Linked DNA regions of Rattus norvegicus: regions 2 and 3 are each linked to region 1. Evidence: chromatin contacts called from public Hi-C data. All regions are on one chromosome and are shown on one strand. Each heading gives the region's core, a stretch centred on a gene start, on an enhancer-like site or on the middle of the called end of the contact. The rest is flanking DNA. Distances are from core to core; before and after follow the strand shown.

The links. A called contact is a pair of places that touch in the nucleus more often than the background predicts.
Region 2: a Hi-C map of liver shows a contact between it and region 1, with 5 times the contacts expected there. The contact joins two enhancer-like sites. A contact is called at or near these places in 3 of 12 Hi-C or Micro-C datasets (hepatocytes and liver).
Region 3: a contact with region 1 is called in a Hi-C map of liver, with 4 times the contacts expected there. The contact joins two enhancer-like sites. A contact is called at or near these places in 3 of 12 Hi-C or Micro-C datasets (kidney and liver).

What each region holds. Positions count from the first base shown.
Region 1 is chr6:103,897,846-103,900,495 of GRCr8, reverse strand. All of the region lies in intron 7 of Rad51b (RAD51 paralog B), which reads right to left. Among named protein-coding and RNA genes, the nearest start is that of Rad51b, 70 kb to the right of the region's middle. Within about 2 kb of position 1,310, at least 9 of the 93 cell types and tissues checked have an H3K27ac peak or open chromatin away from gene starts, as enhancers often do. A contact at or near this core is called in hepatocytes and liver, where this site is marked.
Region 2 is chr6:104,117,163-104,119,812 of GRCr8, reverse strand. The region is part of intron 7 of Rad51b (RAD51 paralog B); the gene reads right to left. Among named protein-coding and RNA genes, the nearest start is that of Rad51b, 290 kb to the right of the region's middle. Within about 2 kb of position 1,327, at least 26 of the 93 cell types and tissues checked have an H3K27ac peak or open chromatin away from gene starts, as enhancers often do. A contact at or near this core is called in hepatocytes and liver, where this site is marked.
Region 3 is chr6:104,089,448-104,092,097 of GRCr8, reverse strand. All of the region lies in intron 7 of Rad51b (RAD51 paralog B), which reads right to left. Among named protein-coding and RNA genes, the nearest start is that of Rad51b, 260 kb to the right of the region's middle. Within about 2 kb of position 1,292, at least 13 of the 93 cell types and tissues checked have an H3K27ac peak or open chromatin away from gene starts, as enhancers often do. A contact at or near this core is called in liver, where this site is marked.

The sequences.
Region 1 (2,650 bases), core at 61-2,560:
TTATGCTGAGAATGTACTCCCTGACGGCTCTAATTCAGTGTCGTTTTGTCTCTTTGTTTCAGTTTTTGCAATACTGAGATGGAACACTGACCTAGTACATGCTAGGCAAGAGCTCTACACTGACCTAGTTAGTACACGCTAGGCAAGAGCTCTACACTGACCTAGTTAGTACATGCTAGGCAAGAGCTCTACACTGACCTAGTACATGCTAGGCAAGAGCTCTACCACTGACCTAGTACATGCTAGGCAAGAGCTCTACACTGACCTAGTTAGTACATGCTAGGCAAGAGCTCTACACCGACCTAGTACATGCTAGGCAAGAGCTCTACACTGACCTAGTACATGCTAGGCAAGAGCTCTACACTGACCTAGTACATGCTAGGCAAGAGCTCTACCACTGAGCTACATCACCAGCCCTAGAATATGAGATCTTTGTTTTTAACAAGTGGCCTCCAATGAATCTGATAGAACTAGTCTGAGGCCTTGCATTTAGACCCATGGAGGTTGGGGGGAAGGGGAGGGTGTGTTGGGGAGGGTGGGTTGGCTTGGGCTATTTAGTCAGGATATTACTCACAAAAGAATTCCTCTACTTTTGGGTAAAGGTTCTCCTGATTTTTCAATTTGAAGTGTTTAAAGACCGAGAACTGTGAAAATACAAGGGTGTCACAAAATTAAAACATTTAAAGGACTTTATGGCTTTTGAAACAGGAACGTATACAATTGGTAAATGGAAAACTTTAATTTTTTTATAATAATCTCAGAAGAGTATGGAAGGAATGAAGTCTTCCTGTTCTGTATACAAGTCCTTTTCTGGCCCTCTAGATACCTGACTCTCTGTAGTGGTTTTCCAAAATTACTCCAGGGATTCCAACTCCAGGAGGTAGAGCCAGCCCCATCTTCTCCCTGCTTAGATAAAACAAAGGCACCACCACAGAGCCTGAAAGCTCTCCTCCCCCTCAGCCCTCTTGACTCCTGTTCCTGTGTTTCATTCAGTTGTTTACGACCACACAAATCCTTTCCTAATGTGAGGATACCTACAGCCTGCCAGCCCACAGTGCCTGTGACAGTGCTGTCTTATGTTTTCAACTCCCAGAACCTTTTTCGTTTCTAGGCACCAGTGTACTGAGACCCTCTAAGTAGTATACAATGTCCCGATTCTTCTAATAATGCTTGAAAAGGGAGAAGGGGAGTGTGAAAGAGGTGTGACGTGTGGAGCCAGGGTTAAGGCTCAGTGGTAATGTGTTCTTGGCTCGTACAATGCACTGGTTTCAGTCCCATGAATCAATAGCCTATCACAGGGTGGGTGTGTTAACAGGCCTTTGTAATGTACACAGCCCAATGAGTCACATTTGTGAGCTGTATCAGTGAAGAACTTATTCTACTACTGCTGTACAAACATCCTTGCAATATCTCATGGCATTTCCTTGAGAATTAGTCCTGGAGGCAATCGATTCCCTGTACTACTTTATATCTCGTTTACATTTTAAGTCTGTCACTGAGATTCTAAAAGACAGCCGGCTATTTAAAAATGAAGAATAATCTACAAACCACAGGAAATACTTAAAAGGTTATAGGAAGGGCTAGACCTGCCCATCAAAAAAGCAAGCATGTGTAGAAAGTAAGCACACAATATCCCATGGTTGTTTTGAAGGGAAATAACACCCACTCCTATATACTACGACTGACCTGAGTGTCCAAAAGACACTCAAATGCCATATTTTTACATCACTGTTGCTTCTAACCAGAATGTTCTTTGTCCCAGTCTTCACATTCTGGAGAGAGCAGTTCCCTCAAGAGGGCAAGGCTCTGCAACTTCATTGGTGTACCCTGGCTGCTCCACAAAAACCATCACTTCGAGTTCAGCATGTCTGCCCCAAATTGCCCAATCCTTCCACTATTTCTAATACTACAAAGCAGCTTCCCAGAAACCTCATGTTAGGATCAAGCAAAACAATTTGGTGTCATCAGCAGATTTCACCATTTCCTCTTAGACTCATTAACACGCCAAACAAACATGATTCTGGTGTCAACTCTCGGAGTTACTACCATGACTACCATGAATCTTTCTCTTCAAATGAAGCCAGACCGTTCTCTGCTACTTAGTGATTCCCATCATAGAACTAGAATGTGTTTATTTACTAGCGGTTAAATTCTGATGGCTATTTTCTAACTGAAGGTTGCAAAATGCATTACAAAAGTAAGGGGGTGGGGGGAGTGTCCCAAAGGAAAGGCCCAAAAGGCAGCAAAAAGAAACAGCTCCCAGCTGAGCAATTTACCCAATCACTCAAACATCCCCAGACTCTTCTGGTTCTCAAACTACAACACAATTTTGACCTTTCCTCTCCAATTATTTATTTCTTTATAGTTATATGAGAGACCACTATTAAACACACTTGAAAATTCTGCAGGAATGATAACCAGTAGATTCAGTTACTTTATTAGATTTTCTTCCCTTTAGTGCATTGAAAGAAAAAAGGCAAACAGCCCTTCTATAGAAAGTAAAGATCCAAACAGTTTTACACCCAAATGATGGACAGCACAGAAAACAACACTTGCCCGCCCTCTTTCACTCAAGGGCAAGTCCACTTGAAGCTTTATCCTGCCTCCCCAGCTTATATCTGCCATTACATTATAGGAGAAATGTGAAAAT
Region 2 (2,650 bases), core at 78-2,577, 220 kb before region 1:
ACTGCAGAAAACACACACACATATCTTAACAAGTTAAAATGGTAGGTGCTCACTTTACCCCTTAGTCTTTCCAGCTTTGCCCAGGACCCCAACCTATACCCACAGGGCACATGGGATATAAGCCTGCCAAAAATAATTATGTGCTGAATAAACTAATAAGTGGGGCAAATTAAAATGAAAACATACTGAGACTGAGAGGGAAATGAAGTGTTCTATATTTTTTAAATTAAGGAAAGTAATCAAATTAGAGTAGGTTTTTTTCCCCTTTGAAGTTGTAACCAAAAGTCACATTTTACAAAGCTGAAAAAGGGTATCATCTCTATTACGACCAAGCATTGTGCCTCCTTTGCTGTGAAGTACTTCTCCTCTAAAATCATCTTTGTCACACTGCTGGCTCCCATTCGCACTCTTCTTACAGTTTTGCAAGAGACTCAAAGTCCTAAGTTCACGATCGTAAACACTGTCCTTGGTAAAGGGCACATACAATCTTGCTTAAGAGAAAGGATATAATACGTGGAGGATATCCAAGAAACTTACAGCTACGTAGCAGCCGAGTCCACGGTAATGCATTCCTTACCTTCTGCTCTGTAGTTTGTTTGGGGCTCTTTGATTACACCTGACTTACATAATTCTGTTGTTGATCCTAATCTCTATCAGTTGCCTATTCAATGTTCACTCCCTCAAGGGCAGTAACCATGTCTTCTCCGATTACGGTAATGTCCATAATGTTGAACAGTCCTCAGCACGGTGGACACTGTGGACTTGATCAATCCAACAGTAAGGTGCAAACAGAGATGTCCAAGGACTAACAGTAACACTAGACTTTGCTCTCTTCATCACGCCATGTCAACCCTGAACACATTTTCTCCATCCTTGTCTTTCATTACAGAAGCACAATTGCCTCTTTCCAAACTGAAAAAACCCATTTTCCATTGTAAGTTATACTCGCAGCTGGGATGCTGAAGTGTTCCTCCAGCAAAGATTTCTATCTGTGCTGCAAAGGGAGAAAGTGCAGTGCATGAGCTTAATTCTTTAAACAAATCCAGAAACTCTGTTTCTTGGGCCTGGACAGCCCTCTTAGCTGGCTTGTTTGTTTAATGTCCCACTGCTATTTTCCCTTGAGCTCCAGCTGGTAAACAGGCCAGTGTGTGTGATCAGACTGGGACCGACTAGTGCTGGCACAGTGGGAGTGATCTCTATTATTCGAACAGCTAACATGCTCTCCTATACAAGAGAGCATTGAAAAGGTGGATACTGTGGAGAGGAAGCAGAGGTTAAGAAGCAGCCTAAACAAATACGTTACTCAGAGCAGCTCGTTTCCCAGCACTGTTGCTTCATCTTGGCTTGCTTAAACAGACTGCAGGCAAAGGGTAAGCCTATCACCTCTGACTGCGCTTGACTGTCCATTTTAACTTTTAGATACTGTAGAAAAGTCAGGTTGCTGTGTCATACAGCTGTCACTGAACACTTATGGTAATCCTTCTGGAATTTCTTCTTTTAGCTTCTATTATTTCTTCTTCTATTAACTACTTTTAAGAGAATTCCGAGTTCACTGTCAGTCTTTCAGTCCTTCCTCAGAGTACTTCTGAGAAACCAAAGATGAATGTTGCCCATCTACTGATGAGGAAACAAGAGAAATAATATAGTTTTGAGCCAAATCAACCATTTTGATGTTGCTTAGAAAATATGGCCTTGGTCCTCTGTGTGGATGCCCCTTTTGCTGAGGAAACTTGAACAACAACAACAAAAGGTTAAAATATGAGGCAGTATGGACTACTTCCATAGCAGGTCAAACACAGAACAGCACTGACACCCAAGCATGAGGCCAGGGGATGGCGGAAGTAGCACTGGAATGTTGTCTTGAGGGACACGAGGGAAGAAGGGAAGGCTGAGGGAACAGCATTATACAACCAGGCAACGCAGGTACAAGCACGTTGTGTTCAGGTGACCACATGGAGCCTGTCTGGATGGAATGGAAGATCCATCTGGGATTACTGAGTGAAAGTCCACAAGAATGAAAACCACAACAAAGTAAGCCCCAAGCCAGGAAGTGGGGAAACAAGCCTTTAATCCCAGCATTAACAAGGCAGAAGCAGGAGGGCCACAGTGAGTTCAAGGCCAGCCTGGTCTACAAAGCTAATCCCAGGACAGCCAGGGCTACACAAAGAAACACTGTTTTGAAAACCAAAATCAAAACCAAAGAAATGAAAACAAAAAAAAAAAAAGAACCCAAAAAGAACCCAAAACAACAACAACAACAACAACAACAACAAAAAACGAAACAAAACAAAAAACAAGAACGGTAGGCATGAATTTAAAGTTTAGAAACATTCTGAGTACCAAAAAAGGAACTGAACATGATTTTTGTTATGAAGCTGAAAACATATAAATGTGAAAATATAAGCTGCCCCTAAGTTATCTGAGTAAAAACTCTCCTCTGATATTTATTCATAAAATGTTCCTCTCTAAATTCCTAATTATAGCCTTCTTTGATTAAAGACAAAAAGTATTTTGCTTTTAATTCTTACAAAAGTGTATCTATAAAACAGATTGGGGAGAGAGAGACAGGGCAGGTAAAGACCCATTCAAAGCAACTGTTTGGAATGAAACGGCTTGGTGATTTTTGTTTGTTTCTTTTCTCATAGCAACA
Region 3 (2,650 bases), core at 43-2,542, 190 kb before region 1:
TCCCAATGGGTTATTCATGGTACATAAGACTAAATCTCATTTTAAAGTGATTTTCACAATCTCCCTACAAAATGACATCTGAAAACACTTAAGAGATACACTTATCTGGTGGTTAAAAAAAAGGGTGGAAAATCCTCTCTGTCTTACTTCATAAAGGTTATTGAAAATGCCATGTGATTAATATTATTTATTTGGCATTGGCTTAAACTCCAAAGGTAACACTTAGCCACTCTCTGTTTACCAAGTTAATCACCAGATTTGTCTACTTTGTCTGATTTACTGAGACAAATACTCTGAGTGTCTGAAGTGTTTTATCTGGCCCTGGGAAGGGAGAACGAGAGGAGAAGGAGTGTTGTGCATTTATTAATAGATAAGTGCAAACAGGCCCTATCCTATCACATGAACAGCTAGGACCTTTGGTCACTGTTTATTGAAAATAAAATTAGCCTTGGCTGACAGGTACTTATCAGCTCTGAGAATAATTAACTACTCACATCTGGTACTCGTTAGTGAAAATGCTAGTGGGAACCATTACCTTTGGTAAGGGTTATATTTCCTGACCAGCTAACCTCCCCCTAACATACTACTGGAATGCACTTTTCATTCCCAAGCAGCCTGCTGGCAGTACCAAGAGCATTTCCACACACTGCTGCCCCTCCTCAACCCAACAGAAAGACAGTGTCAGAAATCTAAAGTGTGTGGCCAAGACAGGCTGGTTCCCACAGGAAGCTTACAAACTCACCACCGGGAATTCCCTGCCCCATAGAGTCCTGGAACTTTGTAAACAAACAAGGGTCAGTGTGAGTTAATCAATAATAACATTTTGTACTTTTAAATTTTGTTTTTGTGGTTTTTCAAGGACTTCAAGGAACTTCACTGTGTAGACTAACATGAGTATAGTGTTCAAGGTCCAAGAAGCCCAGGAACCAACAATTGCCATCACTGGTCAGATGGAAAAACAGTAATAAACTAGGTACCTCAGGCCTACTTTATTTGTTTTCTATTTAACAATTCCTTGACTGGGCAATAATTTTCACAATTTCATTAAAGCAAAGGAAATGCCCCGGGGCATTCATAGAAATAAGCAATACGTAATACATGCTTTTGTATTCATGCGGCAGGGATCAAGAGGCAGAAACTCAAGGCCTTTGCAATTAGCTTGCTGAAATCCTAAACGAGTCACTTGTTGTCAGGTGACTCTCATATCTGTGCCCCGTAAAAGCTGCACTGAAATGCTGGACTAAGGGCTGACTTCTGACAGCGCCAGGAAAGTGTGTGTGAATCAGAGATTAAGAAATGCCACCTCTTCTCGCAACCACCACCCAAAGAGCATGCGCAGGTTTGACCTAGGCCTCCCACACACATGTAGCAGCTTGAACGTCAGGTGGGTCCCGAAAATTGGAATTGGGCAGGTGTGTGGGGGGGTCCCAAAGGCTGTTGCCTGTATGTGGGATATGTTCTTCTCTACCTTGTCCGACTTCAGTGGGGAGAAAGTGCCTAGCCTCACAGAGACTTGAAGTGCTAGGGTTGGAGGGATACCCAAGGGAGGCACCTGCTCAGAGGAAAAAGGAATTGTGCGTTGGGGGTAGAGGGAGGGTGACCCGGAGTGGGGCAGTGAGAGGGATGTAAAGTGAATAAGTAAAATAAATTAAATTAAAAAAAAAACTTTAAAAAAAATGTCAGCTCTTCAAGGCCTTTTTTTTTCTCAAAGAAAATAGTAAGTGCCTGTCAATAATAAATAGTGCTATTTTAACTTACACCGTTTATTAAGGTACTTTTCTGACATGTTTTACAGATAAATGTTGCTCCTCCTAATGCAACAAAGGGGTGTGTATGAGAAGCGTGGGTAATCTGAAGATCAGCAGCTGCCCTGTTTCTAAGGAAACTGCAAACTGGATTCTATTAGGAGTGAATAGATGGTCTCTCCAAACACACGGGCCTTCTAACACACGCTACGTGGGTGGACATCAGATCCCTTAGTAGATGAGGACATGAGCTAAGAAGCTGGGAAGTCTAAGGATAAGGAGCCAGTAACTAGGGGCTGAGAAACAGAAGAAGGAAGGAATAATAGACAGGAAGGGAATTTAATACTGAGGAGCGATGAGAGGCCAAAGAAAAAACCAGAATAAACAGAAAAACAAGGAGCATTCTGGAATTAAGCAGTGCAGTCAGGTGACTCAGTGAGGCCACACCATGGGGGCGGGGGCGGACGGCTTAGAGTATGGGGTGGGGGAGAAGTGGGAGGAGACTCAGCCATGTGAAATAGCAAGGGAAGTCAGAATTACTGGTCAAAAGCTGAGAGAATGTTAGTTGCTCAGGATAGGGCCCAACAGGGACAAGAAGGAGCCAAACGGAATACATTAATAATTCTAAACAGGAGCAGCCATGAGGATTTAGAATGTAGCACTAAGAAATTATTTGTATAAAACTGGCAGAAATAGAAAATGCTAATCCTCAAATCAAACTCCAACAATAACTTTGAGTTACTGGACTGTGGAAATGTTCTTATGTGAACCCATCTGTGGTATCATTTCAACTATTTATTGGAAAACTAGCTGTGGGATGACTATAGATAGTCCTCCTAGGTTTCATTCAGATATATCTGCTCAACTCAAGAATCAAGGAGGCAAAGGGTTTCAACTATTTTCAT